Regions from separate parts of the Pan troglodytes genome. Here region 1 is linked to region 2. Evidence: chromatin contacts called from public Hi-C data. All regions are on one chromosome and are shown on one strand. The core of a region is the stretch at or near the end of the contact, and the rest is flanking DNA. Distances in the headings are between cores, read along the strand shown. Region 1 overlaps TEAD4 (TEA domain transcription factor 4). Region 2 holds the start of TULP3 (TUB like protein 3).

Region 1 (3,506 bases), core at 24-2,523, 140 kb before region 2:
AGTGATCCTCTCACCTTGGCCTCCCAAAGTGTTGGGATTGCAGGTGTGAACCACTGCACCTGGCCTGTCTCCTATTTTCTCGAAGTCACCTGCTCCTCCTAGGAGACTGACTTTGTCAGACTGTTCCTAAAAAGGGGCTGGGGGACAGTTTGTGTGCTCAGGACTTATGCTGTAGCTGGAAGCACAGGGCAGAAATGTGAACAATGCCTGAAATGCCGCTGGCAGGAAGCCCAGCTGCCTGGGAAGGATGCACTGGACATGGTGGGGAACACCAAGAGATGAGGCCAGGCATCAATGGTGGTGACCCTCAGACTTTAACCGTGCATGGCCCCTCTGATCAATGCCACATTCATGTGCCATCTACGACACATCCTGATTCTTTTAAATCAACTCACTTTTATTCCTTAATTCCGTTCTAAGCAATAAATCCATGAAATCAAGGATTCTATTCTTTCTAATATATATGAAAATAACTATATAACTATTTTTTTAATTTTATTTTTTGAGACGGAATCTCGCTCTGTCGCCTGGGCTGGAGTGTGGTGGTGCAATCTCAGCTCACTGCAACCTTCGCCTCCCAGGTTCAAGTGATTCTTCTGCCTCAGCCTCCTGAGTAGCTGAGATTACAGGTGCCCACCACCACGCTCGGCTAGTTTTTGTATTTTTTTTTTTAGTAGAGATGGGGTTTCACCATGTCGGCCAGGCTGGTCACGAACTCCTGGCCTCAAGTGATCCACCTGCCTCGGCCTCCCAAAGTGTTGGGATTATAGGCGTGAGCCACCGCGTCTGGCCTATAACTATTTTTCATATTTTCAAATAAAGTTATTTTAAAACACAGGGATAGGGCTTCGCCATGCTGCCCAGGCTGGTCTCGAACTCCTGGGCTCAAGTGATCCTCCTGCCTCAGCTTCCCAAAGTGGAGGGATTACAAGAATGAGCCATTGAGCCTGGGCAACTACTTAACTATTAAAAAAAATGCATATCCATGTGCCACCTTACAAGTATCCTATGTGCCAAGCTGGGAAGGACTGGCATCCACACCTCCAAGCTCTTCCAGACACACAGAGGCAGCAGCTGCCCCCAGCCCCCAGGAGCAATTGGCAGATCCCCCTCTGTTACCCTGCTTGTTATAATCTGTCCAGATGTCCTTGCCCCCTTCCAGATACGATGCTCCCTGGAGGCAAGAACTAAGCTCTCCCAGGGCCTTAGTAGGGTGGGCCTTCAATCAAGGTTGCAGGCGGCTGTTCACCCTCTCACCTCCGGGTGGCACCAGTGAGAAGAGCAAGGTCCCTCAGTCGCAAGCAGGAACCTACCCTGTCCTGCTCACCCTGAGAGTTTTGCGCCCCAGCTCCACCCCCATCTCAAATACACTCTTCTGTCATCAGCTCCCACTCCCTGGCTCTTCCCATCGCTCAGGTGCCCATTTATCCAGCCCAGGCCAGCAGTGCTAGAGGCAGGGGGGCCCAGAGAGGTTGAGACATTGTTTCTGCTCTCAGGGAATTTATAATCGGGAGAACAAATAGAATACAAGTGCTAGGGTTGAGCAATGGGTCAGGGGGAGAAAGAGAGATCCCACAATCAGCCCCAGAACTCATGTTCACACTGCATAAACCCGGAACACACCAGCCGGCGACGCGGACGACCCGCCCCAGAGCACCTCGACTGGTCCTCAGTGCCTGGATCCTTCTAATTACAGCCTCACCCCTTCTCCTGCAGCTATACTCCTGACATTTCCTGTCCACCCTCATATCCCCCCACACTGAGCACCCACCCCAAACAAGCTACGCTTCTTGGCCTAAGAAAAAATGAGAGCTGCCCCGGTCCCCTGGCCTGTGAGTGCCCCCTTGCAACCCTCCCTCCGCCCTATTCATAGCTGTGCGTGCGGGTGGGCAGCTGTGCCTGGAACAGGTGTGGGGGATCGGGTGACTGACAGATGAGCAGAGACAGCCGCAGCCCGGGTGTGGGGGCCTGGAGGGGCTCAGATTCATTGTCATGTGCTGGTATGTGCCTGGGAGAAATGTCAGGGCCTGAAAGGGAACAGCAGGCTGAGATGGGAGGAAGGCCTGGGGTACTCTGCTGCCTCCACGGTGCAGCCCGGCTCTGCCTGGCATTTCCAATGTGCAGAGCGGCGTTAATGGCCACCAGTGACCAAAGGCCCCCTCTCACCGGCCCCAGAGACAGGTGGCCTCTGCTGGACTTGCGGGGCTCTGGGGGAGGAAGGGGGCTTAATCACATCAGTCCCTTGCTCCAGGCCCCGTGGCGCTCATCAGATAGGGCTGAGGCTGTGCACAGCCCTAGCAGCCTCAGCCCTTCAGGCTGGCAGATGCTACTTCTAGCTGGAAATGTGTCCCAGCAGTCCGAGAGTCTATGAATGACCACCACAGCGCCCTCAGTAAGAGCAGTAACTCAGGGGGCAGGCAGGGAGGCTGGACTGGGGACGGACAAGTCCTCCTCCCACTCCAAGGGGGTTCTGATTGCCTCTCCAGCACGCACATTCAGGGCCTGGGAGCCAGGACTGAGAAAACAGCCAGGCAGGAAAAGAAAGGCTCCGGGAGAGGCGACACCGTTTCCTTGCCTGAGCAGTTTTCCTTCCTAATTGTGTGTGGCCAAGTTCACACCAGCTGATGGAGGGGGAAGGCGGGACCAGGCCAGGGAGCAGAAGACAGGAGCTTCCCGATGCAGGGGGAGCCGGGGCAGCCTGTGAGGACCCACGATTGACGCAAAGTCTCGTTGTCAGCAAACACGAATATGTACCTTTCCCCGTCACATATGTGTCTTCCTCTGGTGCCTCTGCCCGCCCCACACATACGGAGGAGGGAGCAGATGACCGCCAAGGTGCCCTGGCCTCCGGCGCTCCCTCATCTCTGATTTCACCCGTCCTCATCCTGCCCAGGCCGCTGGCACTCAGAGGGCTCAGGCAAGGGGTGGGGCAAGGGCAGGCCACAGCCCCCCACTCAGTACCAGCCGGCCACACACACGGGGTCTTCAGCGACACAGCCCCTGGCAGGTCCCCAAGATCAAACTGCTGACTATTCACACAAAGAAGCAGAGGCACAGAGAAGCCAATATTTGCCCAAGACACAGTTCTCAAGTGGTAGAACTGAGACTCTGCCCCAGCTGGGGCCAACTGCTGCCCACCGTGCCCTGCCATGACACATTCAGAAGGGCCTTGCTGGTGGGCACACCACAGCCCCCTGTCCAGCGGCTCCTGTCCCAGGACCCTGAGACTCGTGCTGGATCCTCCTATCCAGAGTGCGGGCTCCTGGAAGCCGAGGGCCGCGCTGGGTCCGTACAGCACACGGCCGGAGCACACGGTCCACAAGGGAACCTGCCGGATCCCATGTCCTTGGCACCAGCTGTCCCAACCCTCTCTTCTCCCATCAACCCCCACCTCCAAACTCCCCTAAGAGTCAGAAAGAAAGAGAGGACACAGGCCACTACCAAGTTTGGAAAAGTACCTTCTAGGTCCTCCTTCCTCCCTGGCAACCTTAGTCTCCATGCAGGGC
Region 2 (3,604 bases), core at 131-2,630:
ATTGACTGATTGATTTTATTTTATTTATTTTTTTTTCTAGAGATGGGGGTCTCGCTATCTTGTCCAGGCTGGTCTCGAACTCCTGAGACCAAGCGATCCTCCTGCCTTGGCCTCCCAAAGTGCTGGGGATAACAGACGTGTTCCAAGGCGCCTGGCCGCAAATCTGTCTTGGTAATGGAATAAAAAGCGGGGTATACAGTTGGCGTGTAGGACTTAAATCCTCAGATGACGCCAAAGTTTCTAACCAATGATTTCAAACGGCTTCCCATTAACTTCTCATTAACCTAGCGAACAAGAAAGTGACACGCTGAGATTTTGGATCCTTTTTTTTCCGAGGCTCTCCCTCTGGCAGAGAAAGAGGCGCACAAACAAGGGGTGTGGCCCACTGGCAAATCAGTCAGACCATCCCGAATCAGAGACAAACACTGGAAAGCAGAGAGGAAAAAGAAGTTTCGCGTTTCCGCTCCTCGGACTCTGCTCCAGAATTCAGCTTTACCCGTCCGAAGCAGCGGCGTCAGAACCCCGCACCGCCTCCCGGGAGGGGCTGGGTCCCCTCTCGGCTGTGACACCGCCGGGCAGTGGGAGCTAAGCGGGGCCAGCGCCTCTCCCCCGAGGGAAACCCGAGGCCCAGAGGGGCCGAGGGAGCCCGTCACGAAAACTCCAGAAGTTCCTGAGCAGGGACCTGAACCAAAGGTCTCTGCCCACGGCGCGGGATGTAGTGCCGCCGCTCCACTTGAGAAAGGGGTCCCCACACGGGAGTAGGGCGAGGGGGTCGCCTCCCGCCGCCGAAACCAGTCCCTCCCTGAGTCGCCAAGTCCCGAGTCCCGCCCTCTCCCCGCAGGGCTCCCGGAGAGGACCTCCGCCTTCTCGCTTCGCCCCTCCGCCTCGCTCAGGAGGAGACCTGCCACGGCCCTGTCTGACCTGTCGCCGCTGGGACTGAGCCGGCAGCGCGAAGCCTCCATGCCCGCCACCGAGGAAGCCCCCACCACGTACACACTCTTCCCCGCCGTCGCTAGAGTGGCTAGGCTGGCACGCCGCCGCGTCCCGCCTCCTGGCAACCGCGTTCCACACTGTCGCCGACGCCGATTGGTCCGTGTTCTCGTGGCTCCTGTCTCATTGGCTATTGCCGGGGCCCAACGATGCGGGAGGGTTGCTAAGGGGCGGGAGGCGAGCGGGAGTTAAACGCGCCTGCGCGGGGATGGGGTGACGCGAGCTAAGGCTTGGTCCTCTGGAGCGCCTCGCAGGGCCGGTACTGAGGGGGAAGACTTTGTTTTTGCCTGGGCCTCGCCCGCCGCGCGGCCAGCAGGCGAGTCCGGTCAGAGGAGTCTCCTATACCCCACCAACCGCCACGCACGCAACGGCTCCTCGCACCCCCGCCATTTTTACCGAGCCCACCCAGAGCGCTTCCCGAGGTCTGCCCTGTGAGGATGTACAGACCTCTGCCGCTTCCCATTCTGGCCCCTGCCCTGATACCAGCGGCCTTCGGGGACCCCCTCTGGTACCCTCTCCACTCCATCAGTCACTCCCAGTGAAACGCATCTTCCATAGGCTGGCCTTGAACTTCAACTGCACAGAACTTAAGCTTCCCCTACTCCAGCCCAAGCTTTTAGGTCATTCCTAGACCTGCTCTACAGACTCCCCTAAAGCACACGAGGGAATCCAGAGACTTTAATTTTTTGAGACAGGGTTTCACTCTCTCGCCCAGACTGCAGTGCAGTGGCCCGGTCTCAGCTCACCGCAACCTCCGCCTCCCAGGCTTAAGCGATTCTCCTGCCTCAGCCTGTGGAGTAGCTGCGATTACAGGCAGGGGCCACTACTGCCTGGCTATTTTTCGTATTTTTAGTAGAGATAGGGTTTCACCATGTTGGCCAGACTGGCCTCTAACTCCCGACCTCAAATGATCCACCCGCCTCAGCCTCCGAAAGTGCTGGGATTACAGGCGTGGGCCCGTCCTGGAGACTCTTTCCATCTACCTTTCTACCTCCTGTGGGCCTTCCTCAAACATCCATAGCCCACCGTGAGAGCCCCTGTCTAAATGTGTACTCTTGTCTCCAATAAATCCCGTCCCCAAATGTCAGTCCCTTTCTCCCTACCGACATGCACATTATAGTCCCTACAAAACATCCTGAGTCCTCACAAGTCACTGCACAAATGGCTTTATGGCGTTCTAAGGTCAAAGTTGTTTCCACATTGGTTTTGAACCTACAAGTTAGTACTTTAGGAGGCACACGCTGAGAGTGGACCATTACACTGCCTGGGTCAGCGTGCACTCACTGTGTGACCTGTGCATGGTTCATTCTCTGCATCAAACTCCCATCTGTAAAATATACAGTAATCCCTGCTTGATCTAGTTGGGGCTGGACCTGACACAGTAGGTCCAGCTGAATGAATGCTAAATGAATGGGTTTAATGAGATGCTAGTTGTCTGAGTAAAAGGCCGAGACATTCGGTTGACTGGGGAAGTCCTTCTGCATTAATTACAATAAGTAATACTCATTGAAAACTTTCCTTATTTACACACAGTTGAACAGTTATTCTAAGAAACCATTTTCCCACCCTATTTAATATTGACAGATTTCTTCAGTTAGAAACAAAAACTCAAAACACAAGCAATCCTAAAGAACTCATCTATGTCCCCCTTATCTCCCCTCATCTTATGTAGTCCCTAAAACAGGGCTTGCTGCCCTTTCTTCTTCTTGCCTTTTCAGCAGATGAGTCAAGGTTGCAGAGGTGGCAGTCAACCATAGAGTCACAGAGTTTGATTTTTTTCCATCCATCAGGTCATAGAAGCTGCCACTGAGCCTGACAAGAGTTGGTACTCAAAAATGCAGAATGAATTAGTTTGAATGAGGTGATTAAGGATTAATGAGTAGTGGTTAAGGAAACAAAGACCATTAGTGGATGGGGTAATATTGCTGTGTTACTGATGGAAGCAGGATTCTCTAAAAAAACTTTCTGCAGCCATTTACTTACATACATTTTAAAGAGTTACTACAAGATATTTTAAAAATTTAAACAGTTAATACAAGAAAAATATGAAGTGAATAGTTCATGACACTAAACTGAACTGTTCATGACACAAAGTATCTTAGAAAACAAATCTCGGCTGGGCCAGCACTTTGTGAGGTCAAGGCCAGCAGATGACTTGAGGTCAGGATTTTGAGACCAGCCTGGCCAACATGGAGAAACCACATCTCTACTAAAAATACAAAAAAATTAGCCAGGCATGGTGGCTGGTGCCTGTAATCCCAGCTACTGGGGAGGCTGAGGCAGGAGAATCGCTTGAACCCAGGAAGTGGTGGTTGCAGTAAGGTGAGATCATACCACTGCACTCCAGCCTGGGCAACAGAGCAATATTACATCTCAAAAACAAAAACAAAAACAAAAACCCTAGGAATTGAATTCCTTTATGACTCCAGAAAACATATCTCTTTTCTATTGAGATTACTGATGGCAGTCAGCTTTTCACAAGGAATTGGCTTCTGCTCAGCTTCCCTCTCTCCCTGAGGTAAGCAAGCAGGTGCTGTCGTCTCCTCCATGTGACCTTTATTCCATACTTGTCCTCGGGGGTGTCTTTAACCAGAACAGGTCCAGGCTCTGGGCT

Evidence for each region. A called contact is a pair of places that touch in the nucleus more often than the background predicts.
Region 1: a Hi-C map of induced pluripotent stem cells shows a contact between it and region 2, with 2.1 times the contacts expected there. The contact joins the enhancer-like site here to the promoter of TULP3 in region 2. A contact is called at or near these places in 1 of 7 Hi-C or Micro-C datasets (induced pluripotent stem cells) and 1 of 1 datasets of contacts at active chromatin or transcription factors (stem cell-derived excitatory neurons).

What each region holds. Positions count from the first base shown.
Region 1 is chr10:10,207,463-10,210,968 of NHGRI_mPanTro3-v2.0_pri, reverse strand. All of the region lies in intron 10 of TEAD4 (TEA domain transcription factor 4), which reads right to left. Among named protein-coding and RNA genes, the nearest start is that of TSPAN9, 43 kb to the left of the region's middle. Within about 2 kb of position 1,273, at least 8 of the 24 cell types and tissues checked have an H3K27ac peak or open chromatin away from gene starts, as enhancers often do. A contact at or near this core is called in induced pluripotent stem cells, where this site is marked.
Region 2 is chr10:10,063,200-10,066,803 of NHGRI_mPanTro3-v2.0_pri, reverse strand. It overlaps TULP3 (TUB like protein 3), which reads right to left and starts at 1,380. Exons shown (of 14, transcript XM_054663015.2): 1 at 1,355-1,380; 2 at 922-1,108. The coding sequence starts at 1,380. RHNO1 (RAD9-HUS1-RAD1 interacting nuclear orphan 1) reads right to left here. Exons shown (of 3, transcript XM_016922785.4): 3 at 2,451-3,604. The coding sequence ends at 3,458.